2 separate regions of the Drosophila melanogaster genome follow, and region 2 is linked to region 1. The links are chromatin contacts, called in public HiChIP or PLAC-seq maps. All regions are on one chromosome and are shown on one strand. The core of a region is the stretch at or near the end of the contact, and the rest is flanking DNA. Distances in the headings are between cores, read along the strand shown.

The links. HiChIP or PLAC-seq counts read pairs in DNA pulled down with a chosen protein or histone mark.
Region 2: a POLR2A S2P HiChIP or PLAC-seq map of the Kc167 cell line shows a contact between it and region 1, with 2.9 times the contacts expected there. The contact joins the promoter of lncRNA:CR45462 here to the promoter of ApepP in region 1. A contact is called at or near these places in 8 of 107 Hi-C or Micro-C datasets (the Clone 8 cell line, the Kc167 cell line, the S2 cell line and 3 more) and 1 of 6 datasets of contacts at active chromatin or transcription factors (the Kc167 cell line).

What each region holds. Positions count from the first base shown.
Region 1 is chr2L:16,906,639-16,914,285 of dm6, reverse strand. It overlaps ApepP (Aminopeptidase P), which reads left to right and starts at 3,868. Exons shown (of 2, transcript NM_058061.5): 1 at 3,868-3,977; 2 at 4,102-6,057. The coding sequence starts at 4,129. The coding sequence ends at 5,970. tweek (tweek,) reads right to left here. Exons shown (of 24, transcript NM_001299074.1): 18 at 6,848-7,647; 19 at 6,163-6,778; 20 at 2,646-3,614; 21 at 1-2,582.
Region 2 is chr2L:17,013,364-17,021,010 of dm6, reverse strand. lncRNA:CR45462 (long non-coding RNA:CR45462) reads left to right here and starts at 2,962. Exons shown (of 1, transcript NR_124319.1): 1 at 2,962-3,264. It overlaps CG6304, which reads left to right and starts at 6,311. Exons shown (of 3, transcript NM_001299078.1): 1 at 6,311-6,404.

The DNA.
Region 1 (7,647 bases), core at 2,619-5,118:
TTGCCAATGTTCATTTGCACATTTAGTTTGGTAAAATTAACTGCAAAGATGACCAGAGTCTCCCAGGCAGTGATTTGGTTCTTTTCAGAGGGAGGCGTTCCCGACGATTCGGCGCTAGAGGATTTGCCCAGATTTTTCAAGTGTCTTACAGCGCCAAAGTGTCCCAGCTGCTGCTGCTGCTGCGACGGTTGTCCATCAAAGTCGAGGCGCATGTTATCCTTTGCCCTAGAGGCATCTTCATTGGGCGTTGGCGTGGCAGGTGGGCAGCCAGTTGGTGTCTCTGCTCCATTTCCCTGTTGCTGCTGCTGCTGTTGCTGCACACTAAGGTCACCCAGGAAGAGCCTTCTCACAATCCTCCTGCGATACCAAGCTTTGGGGAACGCTAGGATCTCAGTCAATCTCCTCATGTCGTACTTAAAACTGGCACTACCAATATCCACAATGGTAGAGAACCGTATTACGGCTCGCGATTGATCAAGAGATCTCTTAGAACTGGGCAGAGGCTCAATGTACACCTTTCTGCAACGCGTAATGTGGAACTTGACGAACTCCACGTTGATACTCAACGAATCCTTCCTTTCACTGTCGCTGAGAGGTGAAAACTGTGTCTCCTTAGAAGTCTTTTTGCCACCATACGGATGGAAAATGAACACATTGAAGTCGGCAAGGCAGCCTGTAACACTAAGTCCTCCAGTGGGTAGCTGCTGATCTGGTTGGGTATGACCTCCTGGCTGTGCTGAGTTCTCCTCCTCGCTGCTCCTCTTTGAACTGAAAACAATATCCAAACTTGGCAGCTGAAGCATACATTCTACTCTAGAAACTGGCAGACAGCTAAATCTGAAGGTAGAAGGTTGCATATGAAAGTAAACTATTACATCCACCGGAAATGAAGCATAAGTCACATAGTTGGCAGGCAGTATGTCCAGATTAACACCTGTGTTGTGGGAGGGAGTTGGCGGAACACTACTCGATTGCCGAGCCGGAATGGGTTCTAGAGTCTGCTCTAGGAATTCCAAAATATGGGGTGATATGATTGTTTCCTCTGGTATACTCTGTAAAGTCATCCAAGCGCACAAAGTTGCTCGTTTGCTGCCCATTCGTCGTCCAGTTGGCAACTGATCTCCGGTTAGTTGCTCGGCCAGTGTTTTTGACTGATAATGAAGTTTTACATCCAATCCTGGGATGTGGAAGATGGTGAGATCCGCCAGCAATGCATTTGCATTGTAGCGCAGCTTGCTCTTGTCCCTCTGCCTTCTCGAGGGAGTTGGACTGCCCCAATCGTTGCCTATGCTTTTTTCCCGCTTATGAGATTTTACACTTGAAGCTGGCACACCACTTGTAGCTGCTCCCGATCCACCAGCGTAGCCTCGCTCCTCACCAGTATCCTTCGTATGGAGCACGCATTTTCCAGAGTTCACAAGCACCTTAATGTCCAGTTCAAAATCAATGTTGGGTTCCGGCTGTTTCTGTCCATGTCCATGCTTGCGTCGCATTTCCACGGAGGTGCCATCAACATCAATCTCACTCGGCGTGATATCCCCTCTCCAATCAAGCTCATTGTCAGCTGTCTCCGTGTCCGTGTCCGCATTGGGCAGTGAAGTCTGGCGCATAGCCTCTGTGAAGGTGACTCGTCCAAGAGCATTAACTCCCCCTCCAATGACTCCTCCTCCTGTTGTATGTTTTAAGGAAGCACTGCGGGAATGACAGGAGGCCGGTGTGCTTTGCAAGCTAGATATCTCATCATTGGACGCAATTGTGTCCAGTCTTCTGCCAGTATAGCTAACATTGTCCAGTGTTTGCGGAACGCCAACTCCACTCACTGAAGATCCAGATCCAATGTAAGAATGCGAGCGACCGTAGGTCTTCAGGGACCTTCTCAGCGATGGTCTTTTCCACTTCTGAATCATATCTCTACGGAAGTACTTGTAGCAAATGGCTTGTAGCTCTTGGAGTCGTCTTTCCTCGTGGGCCACGGTATTATGTGATGCTCCGAGAGTACGCAGATCATTGATAATCTTCAGCTGTTCGGCCATCTCCTTCTCCATCATGAAGGAACGCTTCTTGGAATCGATTGTGGGATCAAATACAAAAGCTGGCAAATTGTCGAAGTCTCCTCTGCGCCGCACAAACGTATCTCTGCAGCTCTGATCTCCTTCATCGCTGTCCGGTGATTCCATTTGGGTCTCATCCTCTTCGAATCCCGTGAGCATGGTAAGAGTGTGGCCAAGAGAACTCAGCTGCTTGCCAATATTCACATCCAGGTGAATATCCACGCCCTCCATTTGCCACTTGACATTCAACAGCCACTTGGCGTTCTCACCCTTCTTAGCTGCTGTAGTGCGGGAACACACCTCGAAGGTTCCCTCGGAGACAACGCAAACGTTCATAATGGGCTCAGCGCTGTTGGGCTTCCAGTCATCTAGATTTGTTTCAAAATCATCGGCAAATCGCAGGCACAGACCCTGGAACTTTCCCTTAGACACTAAAGCTCCCGAGTTGCAAGCTGAGATAATCGTGTTCTCCAGCGTGATTACAACCGCGCCCTTGGCATCAAAGTCTTGGTATGAACGGGAGCCAAAGGTCTGCAAAAGAAAATTTATGTGGTTCAAATAATCTTTATATTACAGATTTAATTGGATACATACCGTAGTGTTGACCTGTTTCAGGGGCAAGCAAATGCCCATGTCCTCCACGGTGAGTTGCAGGAAGAGCGTAGACAAATTTGAGCCTGCAATCTGGCCAAAAGCCACGCGATCGAACACTTGTGGATTCTGCATATTTTGGTTCTGATGCTGTCCCGAATACTGACTAAGGAGACTGTGCTGAGCGTGCTCGTGGCAGAGATTCGCACGCTTCTCCGCCCAGTACTCGTAAGCATTCTTATAGTTAAGCCACACGAGGATCGCCTTGTCCACGGCAATTGGCTGAACGTAGACCAGTGGTCTCTTCAGGGTCAGCAGAATCAACTCCTTGTCTTCGTTGAGCAGTTCGTCTTGGAAAGCATTCCTCAGGTTAATGGTAGTGTGGAAAAAGGCGTACTGCTGGAACTCCGGCTCGGCCTCGTCGAAAATCACATTGCGTATAATCTGACCCAGGGACAAGTTGAAATCTATGTGAGCCTTAAAGAAGAGCTTACGATTGCTCATATCGCCTAGGTTCTTCACACGGTTAGACAGCTGCAGCTCCAGGATTCCGGTCTCGAATCGAACAGCCGAGGAGCAGGGTGTAGTAGCCGTCAATTGGATGCGTTTCATGGAAATGTTGATTGAGAAGAGGATGCGCTTAAGCGAGGACTCCTGTACTGCTCCGGAACTATCGCCACTCTCTTCCGTCCACAGGGGCACAGGTTTCTCTCCTCCGTAAACTTTCTGCAGAACCTCGTTGATTTCGCGCATAAACACCTTCTGCACAAAGACCAGATGGTTTAGGAGATCTGTGGTCAGGCAGCGCTCGAACTCGCCGATCTCGGCGCTGGCGTTCACGTAGCCACCTTGGCGCAGGACAATGCCCTCGACATTTTCCGTGTGATCCTGGCGGTGGTCTGGAATGTATTCCGCCAGAACGTGAACAGGTGGCAGGCCAATACAAGCTTCCGATGGAAGGTTCATCTCATTCTAAAAGGAATTACAAAGAAAAAACACATTTAATTACATCTACAACATTTTTTAAGATCTTAGTTGAATTCTTTTCAAATACTGTTGCTGAGCTTCTTTATAAGAGTTATACTCCTTTTAATTATACATTAAAAACATTAATATGGGATAAGTTTCTTAATGAAATATTTAAATTGTTCCCGCTACACTTTTAGTGTTACCCTTTTAGGCAAAAGCTAAAAAATACTGAAAGCTTGGAGGCGATATGAAATAATATAGTTCAGCATTTTTGACGTGCTATTAATTGCAAAATTGAATGTGTCAGTGCAAAAAGATTATAAAATATTTGCACCCTGTAGTTTAAACAATAGTTTGACAGCCTTTGTAAGTGTGACACTTATATTCGCCCGATTATTTATGTATTTATGGGATACAAGAAACTCGATTACGGTTGATTATCTTATCGCCCCAACTGGACTACAAATTCTGTGTTTTTTTTTTCGCTCAGTTATTTTGCTGCCATTGAGGAACCACAATGAAGAGGAGCACCACCCAAATTCTGACCAGGTTGAGGGAGCTAATGCTCCGCGCCCAGGTGGGCGACTCCTGCGGCATATCGGCATACATTGTGCCCTCGGACGACGCCCATCAGTCGGAGTACCAGTGCCAGCATGACGAGCGACGCTCCTTTGTGAGTGGTTTCGATGGATCCGCTGGCACGGCGGTGATAACGACGGAGACCGCACTGCTGTGGACCGACGGTCGTTACTATCAGCAGGCGGAGAAGCAGCTGGACTCCAATTGGGTTCTAATGCGGGATGGTCTGAGCGCCACCCCGTCGATTGGCGCCTGGCTGGCGAAGAATCTGCCCAAGGGCAGCTTTGTGGGCGTGGATCCTCGCCTGTTGTCGTTCCGCGTATGGAAACCCATCGAAACGGAACTAAGCTCCGCGGAATGCCAGCTGGTGCCCATCGAAGGCAACCTCATCGACGAGGTCTGGGGTGAGGATCAGCCACCGCAAACCTCAAACAAGATTATAACCCTGAAACTAGAACATTCTGGCGTAACTATCGCCAAAAAATGGGACGTGGTGCGCCAGCAGTTGAAGGAGAAGAATGCTGATGCCCTGGTGGTCAGTGCTCTCGATGAAATCGCTTGGTTCTTGAACCTACGCGGCTCGGACATTGACTTCAACCCCGTCTTCTTCTCCTACTTGATTGTGACCAACGATGAACTACTGCTCTTTGTGGACTCTGGCAAATTGCCCACTGATTTTGTGCAGCATCAAAAGGAGAACAATGTGCAGATAAGCGTTTTGCCTTACGCCTCAATTGGCATTGAAATCAGTAAGATTGTGTCGACCAGGGAGTCAAAGATCTGGATAGCACCCACCAGCAGCTACTATCTAACTGCTTTGATACCCAAGTCACGTAGAATTCAGGAGGTAACGCCGATTTGTGTGCTGAAGGCCATTAAGAACGATGTCGAGATCGCAGGCTTCATCAACAGCCACATTCGCGATGGAGTCGCTTTGTGTCAGTATTTCGCCTGGCTTGAGGATCAAGTGAATAAGGGTGCGGAAGTCGATGAAATGTCTGGTGCCGATAAACTCGAGTCCTTCCGGTCGACAAAGGATAAGTACATGGGCCTTAGCTTCACCACAATTAGTGCTTCGGGACCCAACGGCTCTGTTATTCACTATCACCCAAAGAAGGAAACCAACAGGAAGATAAATGACAAAGAGATTTATCTGTGTGATTCCGGAGCTCAATACTTGGATGGTACTACGGATGTGACGAGGACCCTTCACTTCGGTGAACCCACTGAGTTTCAGAAGGAAGCCTACACTCGCGTTTTAAAGGGCCAACTGAGCTTCGGCTCCACCGTATTCCCAGCTAAGGTTAAGGGACAGGTTCTTGACACTCTAGCGAGGAAGGCCCTGTGGGACGTCGGTTTGGACTACGGACACGGAACCGGCCATGGAGTAGGTCACTTCCTAAATGTCCACGAAGGTCCCATGGGCGTAGGAATTCGACTGATGCCCGACGATCCTGGTCTCCAGGCGAACATGTTTATTTCCAATGAGCCTGGTTTCTACCAGGACGGAGAGTTTGGCATCCGTGTCGAGGATATTGTTCAAATTGTGCCAGGCCAGGTGGCACACAATTTCTCCAACCGAGGCGCCCTCACATTCAAAACCATCACCATGTGCCCGAAGCAAACGAAAATGATTAAAAAGGAACTTCTATCGGATGCGGAAGTAAAGCTGCTCAACAGCTATCATCAACAAGTCTGGGACACTCTTTCCCCAATCCTATCTCGCGAAGGAGACGAATTTACTCTGTCCTGGCTCAAAAAGGAAGTTCAGCCCATTTAATTGCATTTTTAACCCGTTATTTCGGTCATCTTTAACTAATATTCTTTCCCATGCATACACTTACTCTTTTCTCAAGACTAAAATATTAAAAAAAAAATGCTTTTATATACCTTTTAAAAGGGCTTATCTTAAATTTGTACGCTGAACAAATATTATGTAAAAAAAAAAAGTTTATAAATGTGTAAAGCTCACCTGAATTTTGGTATTAAAGCTGAGCGTGTGCGTGGGTAGGTCGATAACAAACTTTGCCCTCTGCCCAGTTACTCCCATGGAACTAACATGATTCATGCGATACTGGGCCTGCAGCGAAGGAAGTAGCGCAGCATTGATGGACAGACTCTGCAAGAGCACATTGAACTGCATGACCAGGGGCTGAAGCAATCCATTCTGGTGCTGTGCTGTGCCTGTCTTGGATTGCGCCATGTGTGCTGCCCGGCGAGCCGCCTGTTGCGGCTGCTGCTGGGCACCAGCTCCGCCGGAAACAGTGCGCTCCCGCATTTCGCTGGCCACTCCAGTTCCACTGCTGGCTCCAACTGAGTTGCGGGCATGGAACGGAGACTCAGGCTCCTCGGCGGTATGCGAACGCATCGTGGACCGACCAGAGTTACGCTTTACACGCAGCTCCTGTAGAGTGGACGACAACTGCTTAGAGCTTCGAGTCATCATTCCATGTAGGGCCACCGGATGTTGCGGAATGTCTATGTTAACAGCACCAATCGACAGCAGGCCACTGTTCTTATCCTTTCCACGCTTGGAAAGGCTTGAATAGAGAGTCTGGCTCTTACCCACGGTTACCTTTACTACGGTTCTGAAATGAAATACAAACGAGTTTGAATACCAATCACACAATCAGAAAATCAGGCAAAGTAGTGCTTACTGTTGACTGGGAGCCACTCCTTCGAGCAGCACAATCATGGCTCGTCCCACTTGACCAGTAAGGGAGCATTCCAAGGAGACAGGACGAGCCTTTTTCCTCCAAGTGGCTGTGCTATTAAGAGTGGTGATCTCCGATTCCAACTTGAGGCCAGAAAGCGTGGCCAGCAGGCGAGTCTTGTGAATCTTGGCCACACCGAAAACTATCAGGCGGGTTCGTTCCTGAGATGAAGCATCTACCAGCAACATCTCCCTATGTTGGGGCAGAGGTGTTGGTGCACTGGCCAAGTCATCATCGTCGTGCGCAAAGCCCGCAGACTTGCTTTTGTGTTCGTTCAACGAGCTCCTTTGGACCACAGTCTTGGTCTCCGGCATTGTACCATACAACTCTAACAGGTGGTAGATGGTCTTCCAGCAGTTGGGTGTCTCTAACATCGGCGCCATCGTTGGCATTCCAGCTTTGGTCAGCGTGTTCTGGTAATCCCCACTGACACTGGTGGCACAAGCACCATTCAACGAAGCTTTCGACTCCGTGGACATTTTGAGGATATTATGTTCGTGGAGCGACATTGTTGGACTATCCCTTAGTGGCGATGAACTGGACTCATTCAAATTCGTGTAGCCCAACTTGCCCTTCACGGATTTCCCAGTGGATCTAAGTTTTTGGGCGAAGCTCTGGGGTCTGTTCTTGGCATTTGGAGAAGGTGTCAGTTGAATAATTGGAGCCAAGCCTCCGGGACGCGGTCTTGCCAACATTGTGGGCATCGTTTCGTTGAATTTGTCATAGCGTTCATCTGAATAGTT
Region 2 (7,647 bases), core at 1,713-4,212, 110 kb before region 1:
CAATTCGACTTGGAGTCATATTTCATATTTCTTTCTTTGGCTCAGTAAAAACTTGGCCAAAACGGCTGTGTGGATGGGGTGGCTGGGCTGGGCCGGGCTTTAGACTGCCTGCTGGTTTCACCTTTTGCAACCTTTTAGCCAGGTCTCTTCCGCTCCTCGAATTTTCTTGGCCTCCCCCAGTGCCTTAAACATATGACTTCCGTAATGTTTGCGTGCACAATGAATAACTTACTTCTATGTTATCCTTTTGTGCTGCTGCTGCTGCTACTGCTCCTGCAGCTGTGCGTGTGTGTGTGTGTGTGTGTGTGTGTGTTAGTGGGTTGGTCCTTGGGTCGAGGCACACACCCCATATAATATATATTTGTGTGTACTATATCCCAGTCCCAGCTGCGCTTTAAGTCATAATTTTGCATGCGAGCAGCGACAGCTGCTTAAAAATGTAAGCTCAGTTGCTTCTAGATTAAGTTTGCCCTGTTCCTGTTCCATTTAACATTTACTCCATTAGATTCTCGAACGTACCCAATCCTTTTTTTAGAATTTTTTAACCACATTTTATATACGATTCTATTAGTCAACATGTTGTGAAAGCCAGTTTCTGCTACAGAATGTGTTCTTTTTTAATTGATTAAAGTTACAAATTACTTTGGAAATACCTAATGGTTTTAAATTATATATATGATATGTTTTTTTTACAATCAAGGATATTATTATACAAATCAATGCAAAAAATCATCCACTCAGATTAGAAACTCACATCAAACACGCGCTCGTTAGCCGTTGTTTTCCATTGTTTTAGCAAGAATTTTCTGTTGTAATCAGCGAGCTTGACAAAATTACATTTATCAAGGCGGCAGCAACGGCGTTGGCGATAAACAAATTACGTTTCTTTTTGCAACTAATCAAAAGTAATCACTTTGCAATTTTTCGACAAAAAGACAAACACAAAGTGAGCCAAAAGGAAAAAGCCTGACACAGGAGAGTTAGAAAGTGCGCTACTTTGAAAGGCGGTGGCAAGGAAAGTCTGAGGAAAGTCTGGGGAAAGGGGGCTCCTGCCGTCAACAGCTGCCATTTGCTGCTGGCATTCACATCAAAAACAACAGCAACAGAGACACTTTCCCGCCCATCAAGGAGCCGAACATACGCGACAAAGTTCGCCAAACAAAATCATGATAAATGAACCCGACCAACAAACAAACAAAGCGAGAAACAGAGAGTTTCACAACGGGCTAAACTTTTCCTTGTCTCTCCACTGTGTGTTTTTAATTTGACAAAAGAGCGAAGGAAATTAGCGGGAAAAGGGCAAGAAAAACAAAACTCATGCTGATTGAAAGGGGTGAAATGATTAGGCAGAGTAGAAAAGTTGGGAAAATGCTAGGAAAAGGATATATTCGAGTCGTAGAGCACCCTAAAAATTAATCCAAATAGAGATTATTGAAGCAAAAGGAGTAATAAGAAAATAAATTGGAAATTCTTTAAACTTTTTTTTTTATTTAGAATTATTTCATCATCAATAAAAAATAAACACAGAAGGATGAAACATCCAGTCAGCGAAATAGCATTCCTAGAATATCCTGCGGGAAAAATAGAAGTTCTGTTAGCAACAAAATTGTTTTCCATACCCCGCCGTTGTTCAATGGACGTAAATAATTTGGGCAGTTATTACAAAAGCTAATTACAACGGCACTTACCACTCTATTCATTCCGAAACCCCACCGAATAAGCCCCTTTTGTAATTATGTTGCCAAAAAACATTTTGGGCACAGGCCAGCGAAAATATCTCGTATTTGTCTGTCTGGTCAATGCGATGCATTTGCCACACGCAATTCGCAATTCGCATAAATTTGCGCAAGTTTTTGGACCGGAATAAAACGAATATAGAGTAGTTATAGTTTTTGGCTGGCGGTGGTGGCAAAGGGTAACTTTCATGTCGCGGACGATGAATGAACATCGATTAGAGCGCTACTAAAATGTTTCGCAAATTAACGACCACCGAAATGGATCGCGGCTAAATAATTTCTGTGGCTACCGTGCGTTCGCCTCCATTATAAAATATAGCGATTCGTATTAAGTTTTGCACTTTAGATTCGATTAAAAGGTAAATTAAGTGATATCAAAGTATTTAAAATGCAAGTATTTTTGTAAGCGTACAGAAAAAAGATAAAGCTTTCTCTACATAAATTTGACCATTTTGTATGAGCTTAATAGGTACGTTCTATCAATATCCACGAATGCATCTAACTTTAGTTAGTGAGTGTAACCTAATATTATTATACTTTATATTTGACCCATCAATTCTGTACTTTTCCATTGACCATTCCCATCTTAACAATCATAAACCCATAATTCCCTGGCCATCATTAGGGAAACTTCAACGACTGTCCATCAATTAGACGTGAGCGGAAAGCTGCTTCTTTTCGTCTGTGGACTTTCTGACCCCTTGGCAAAGTCGAATCAATTGATGTCAGGTGGGTGGTGGTGGTGGGCATCGGCGATTCCACCTTGGACGGTCCATTAATGATTGAAATGTATTCAATTGTCTGATTCGCTGAGTGGAGGAGGAGTGAGTGGATGAATGGTCAGGGACTCGCAAGTACAATGCATGATTAATGATCTGCAGACGTTTTGGGCTCTTTTTTAGGCGCCAGCATTTGGGGCGTAGGAATTAAAAAATTATTAGAGATGGGCGTGGTGTGTAAAACGCGTGGGCATCATTCATCGTTATCGTTATCGAATTATGCGGCAATTACTTGCGGGAATCATCGAAGCACCAGGGCCCTTCCTCCGTCTGTCTGCTTAGCATTTGTCAATCATTAATCACACAATTTATGTTAATTGAATTGACGTCGATTTATGGCAATTTTTCAATCAGATTTCCGTAACATTTCCTTTTTTTGTTGCGTTGTGTGCGCTATCCCTAGCCTGAACTGTCAGTTTTATATTGATTTTGCATAAAAAATCAAAATCAAAATCCAACCAAACAACCCCCCACGACGACGACAAGGACGATGACTATGATGATGATGACGATGTGACAATAAAATGTCCGCAGTGCCCATCGTTTGGCCATGGCCATAAAATGTATCCATGGATGCATGAGCATAAGCGCTTTAACTGCAGCTCGCCCTGGTTTTATGGACAGTGCGTTGCATAAGTGCAATGTAGTTGATGATTTGAATTGCGGGGATTTAAAGTCTATTACCTAAAGCTATATAACTGCCTGAATTCTATTAAATGGCGAAGAAAATGGCACTAAGGAATCAAAATAAGTGTATTATAATAAAATATTTGGGGACAAATAATTGTAGTGAAGCATAACATTTTTAATTTAACTCAGTTGTTATACCTAGCCGTCAAACAATATTATAGCCCGAATCAGCTGAAACAATTGACCCAGTTAGCCGCGCACACCAGCACACACATTGTCCCACACATGCAAACACCGATAGTGTGTGTGTATTTCCGTTGGGTGGCACAAATTCAAGTTTACCCATTCGTAACGTAAGCCTGACACAAGCGTACCTCCTCTGCAGCCGAAGCGCCCATATTTGTTTAGCTTGATTACAGACCAAATGTGATTTAAGGCACGTTAAATACACACAGACACGTTTCCATCCACGCGTATATATCTGTATGTGTGCTCGAAAATGGCCAAAAGGGTAGGAGGATCCTCTGGTCCACAATCAAAGCTCAGACAACAACAATTTAGAGCCAATCGGACGGACGTTCGTAAGTGGAGTCGTGTCCTGCGGTCAGCTGCAGTTCCACTTCTCTCCCTGTCCACGTCCATCTCCAATGGAGCCATAAAATATGCAGGCACACGCCCCTCACATTCACCAACCGCCCACTTATTTCCACTTACCAACAAGAAGGCGACATTTGGTGGCGAAAATGTACTTATTTTTCCGCATTTCCAATAGCCGAGAATGCATAATGGCATAATCGTCAGCGATAAAAATTTACATTTTTAAATGTTTTTAAAAATGTAACATTTTTTACAATTTTCGGCCATTTAGAAATTAATAAACAAAATCCAGTTATCGGGCTTACAAAACAACAAAATCAGATGTGTACACATCAATAGGAAAATATTTTTGTTAAATTGCGGCTGCTTTATTTTGAACCAATGTCAAAAATGGATTACATTTATCTAAATAAATACTCAAAATTATGATGAAATAATAATAATAATAATGAAATTTTAATGCTTTTAAAATAATTCTTCACCTTATCGAATGAATATAAAAATTTTGCCATATCAAATGTGTTGATCAAACTGATGACTTATTTGGAGTCGAATTTTTGCCCGTTGATTAAGCATTCCCAGAAAAGTATGGTTGACTTAATCACCGAGAGAACTGCGGAGAATAGCCGGCAGATTCACTTGAGATACACTACTCTTGGAATGCCATCCGGAGTGATGCCCACTCAACGTTGTTTCTGGTGCAGGGGCATGGTTGTGATTCTGGTGTTGGGTCTGTGCCATTTCCGGGGATGCCGCTGAAACCACAGTCAAAACAAACTAACCTGAGCAGCACACGGTGATACGAGGACTGTCAGACCTGGAACAAATATTCACTTCACTATGCACTTGAAGAATAAGAGGCGAAGTTATGCATGCTAAATCAAGCGAAATCTTTCTTTAAATTTGTTTGTTAATACCAAAATGCAGACATACTAAAGTGCTGAAATCTAAATGCCTATCATGGTTTTTCAATCCTATCATTTGACTTGCCATTTGTAAATCACGGAATTGTATATTGAAGCCTTGCATATGTTTTGCACAGTGCTGCAATGTCTGGTTGACTTCATTGAGGTTGAGGGGCAGGTGATGTTGATGCCACGTCTCGGTTAACTCGTTGTTCCGTTGACCTGCCCCTGTTGAAATTGCCTGTACGGATAGTTTGTGGTCTAGTCTTGTAATTAAGTCGAAGTTTCCCGTTTTAATGCATACTACTTTTAACCGTGCTGCTGGCCTGGCTAAATGACAAATCGTTGCGGGCGAGAAACTTTAGGTGCTGCGTGTGCAGGGGATTCATAAAAAAAAGATGACCAAATCCTTTGATTTGTGTGCGTGCCAATGCCAAATTGCTTAATCTCCCTTCGCACGAACACTTGACCCAATTTTTAATCACTTTCCAAGCACACATGCTCTCTTTTTGTCCGTCCCGGCATAAATTTGTGTCTTAAAACTTTCCACCTGGCCAAGGCAAAAGTTTGGCTTGCACGTTTTAAGCTGCCCCTGCAGAGTAACCGTCCGAAACAAGCTTAAAAATTGTGAATAAACCCAAACTGGCATAAACCGCACTTATTCCCAACTCCAAATTCGAGATGGAATATTAAGGCGAATTATTTGCTCTTAATTTGAAACGAAAAAATGATTTTCAAGATTTTTTTAAGCTTTTTTTTAGATCAAACTAAAACAAATAATGATTAAAAGTATCTAGAAAAGTTTTTCTTATTTAACTTATAATAATTATAATTCTTATAACACTGTTAAAATCTTTCATTCTTCTAATTAGTTTATTAAAGTGTAATTATTTTTTTTGCAGACGACCATCTCTAGTAGCATTTCGGATTTCCGCAATATGTGCTACAAAATATTCTAAACACACATTTGTCCAGCTCGAAAGGGAAACAAGGAGGCCAGGCCAATTGTGTGTGAGCTCTGTTCTCGGACTTTTTTGCTGTGTGGGGTGGGGGCGCAAAAGTTTCTAACAATAATAAGCAAATGCCCAAAAGTGAGCAGTGGGATCCAGTTGTTTTTGTCTCCACTGCTACAATTGCCAGCACTAAAAGTCCCCTTCAAAATGTATATACACGTATCCCTCTACCGTTGTATTTGCTGCAAATACAATTAAATATGGCAAAAGTTGTGCGTACACACACGTCGGCCATTTTATTTAGATTGCAGGAGGGCTAAAACAGAGGCGGTAACAGGAACAGAAGCAACGACAACGACAACATTGAGGTCGTCGTCGTGGGGCCCTCAAAAGTATTTGGCTAACTGAAAGAAAATATTTAAAAAACAAGAAATACTGTGTAATATGCGATATTGCCACGAAAATGGGTAATTTATTTACAGGATATTCAAAATGTAAGGTCTAGTTAATGCCGAAATTTCATAGCTTGAAGTGTGTGTGTTAAATATTTATTTGTCTTCGATTTACCTTAAATAGTGTATTAAAAGCTTAAGGGTAAGTATTTAGAATATGCTTAGGTATAATTTGTGAGCTTATAAGGAAATTGCCAAGCACTTCATTCAAAGGAAATTAGTTACGAGTAGGCCCAGACAAATCCTTCAAAACGGTTTATGTTGAGAAATTTCTTTGCTCAAAGTCTGTGTGTTAAATATTTATCTTCGCATGCTACGAATTTGTCTTAAATAGTGCATTAAAAGCTTTATGGTGAGTATTTAGAATACGCTTAGTTGTACTGTATTGAAAAGTACAAAAATCGGATTCGTTTTGCAGTGCACGTGTGCGTTGCTTTTTCTGCTAACAAGGCCAACACGTGTTTTTGTGTTGTGAGGCTCGGTCCGCAGAAAGCACAGCAATTCTGTTAACAATTTTATTATTAAAATGATGTCAGTGCCTCGGTTCGCTTGCCGCCCTCTTCCTGTGGCTCGGCAATTGACCACAAATGCATTAGTGGTGCGGATGCCCCAACTTTCACCTACATACTTCCCAAGGCGAATTACACAAAAATTTGCAGAGCTCCATGCCATGCATAGATAAATAGGAGAATGTGTGGACGCCAATCTCTGTGGTAATCCCCAGATGACCTACAAGTTGTCGGACACTGTTGTATTTTCGGTATTTTTGTACGGCTTATTTTCGGTGGGCTAATTGATTTAAACAATTTATCATACTTTTATCCTTTTTTTTTGCTGCATTACTTAATTTTTTAATAACATGATGTTTAATGTAGCTCGCTAAAGGCGATAGATTTTACAAGAGAAATAAATTAATTAAATAGAATAGACTGAATGCAAGTGACACTTTTTTCTTCAAAGAGCTACATCACTTGTTATTTACCCCCTACACTCATCGAAGCTTGCTATATTTCCATTTTTATGCGATTTGCACCCTTGTCTGGATTTGCTCAGCTTTAGGCTATCGAAAACGCAAGTGGATAACTCCCTCCGCTCCTTTTAGCCCCGCCAAACAACCTGATTATATAGCCAACCGTTCACAGCTCCTGAGCAGTTATTACGTTTTACTTATTGCATTTTTCAGCTCTTTGCATTTTCGCTCAAGCTTGCAAAACGATACACGAGCGGGAATGGAAATGGAATAGAAATAGGATGGGATGGGATGGGTCGGGTTGGGTTGGTAACGAGGATTCAAGGAGCCCCAGCATGTGGCTCACATGACATCTGGCCAAGGGGGTGATCACTGCTGTTGCCGAGAGGGGGTAGGTGGGGGGTCCACCAAGGACGAACTCCTGCGGAGCTAAGCTCACTGCACTTGGCCATTGTTTGTTTGTTTTTACAACTCTGATTGAGGTGAAATTGCATATTTCTGTGCGCTTCTTTCATTTCATTTTATTTCTCCGTCTGCAGCTCCTCCTCACTATTTCTGTAATATTTTCAAACGTTTTATTGAATGTCGCTTACCGACAGCACTGTTTGCCATTCCTGGCTTTTCC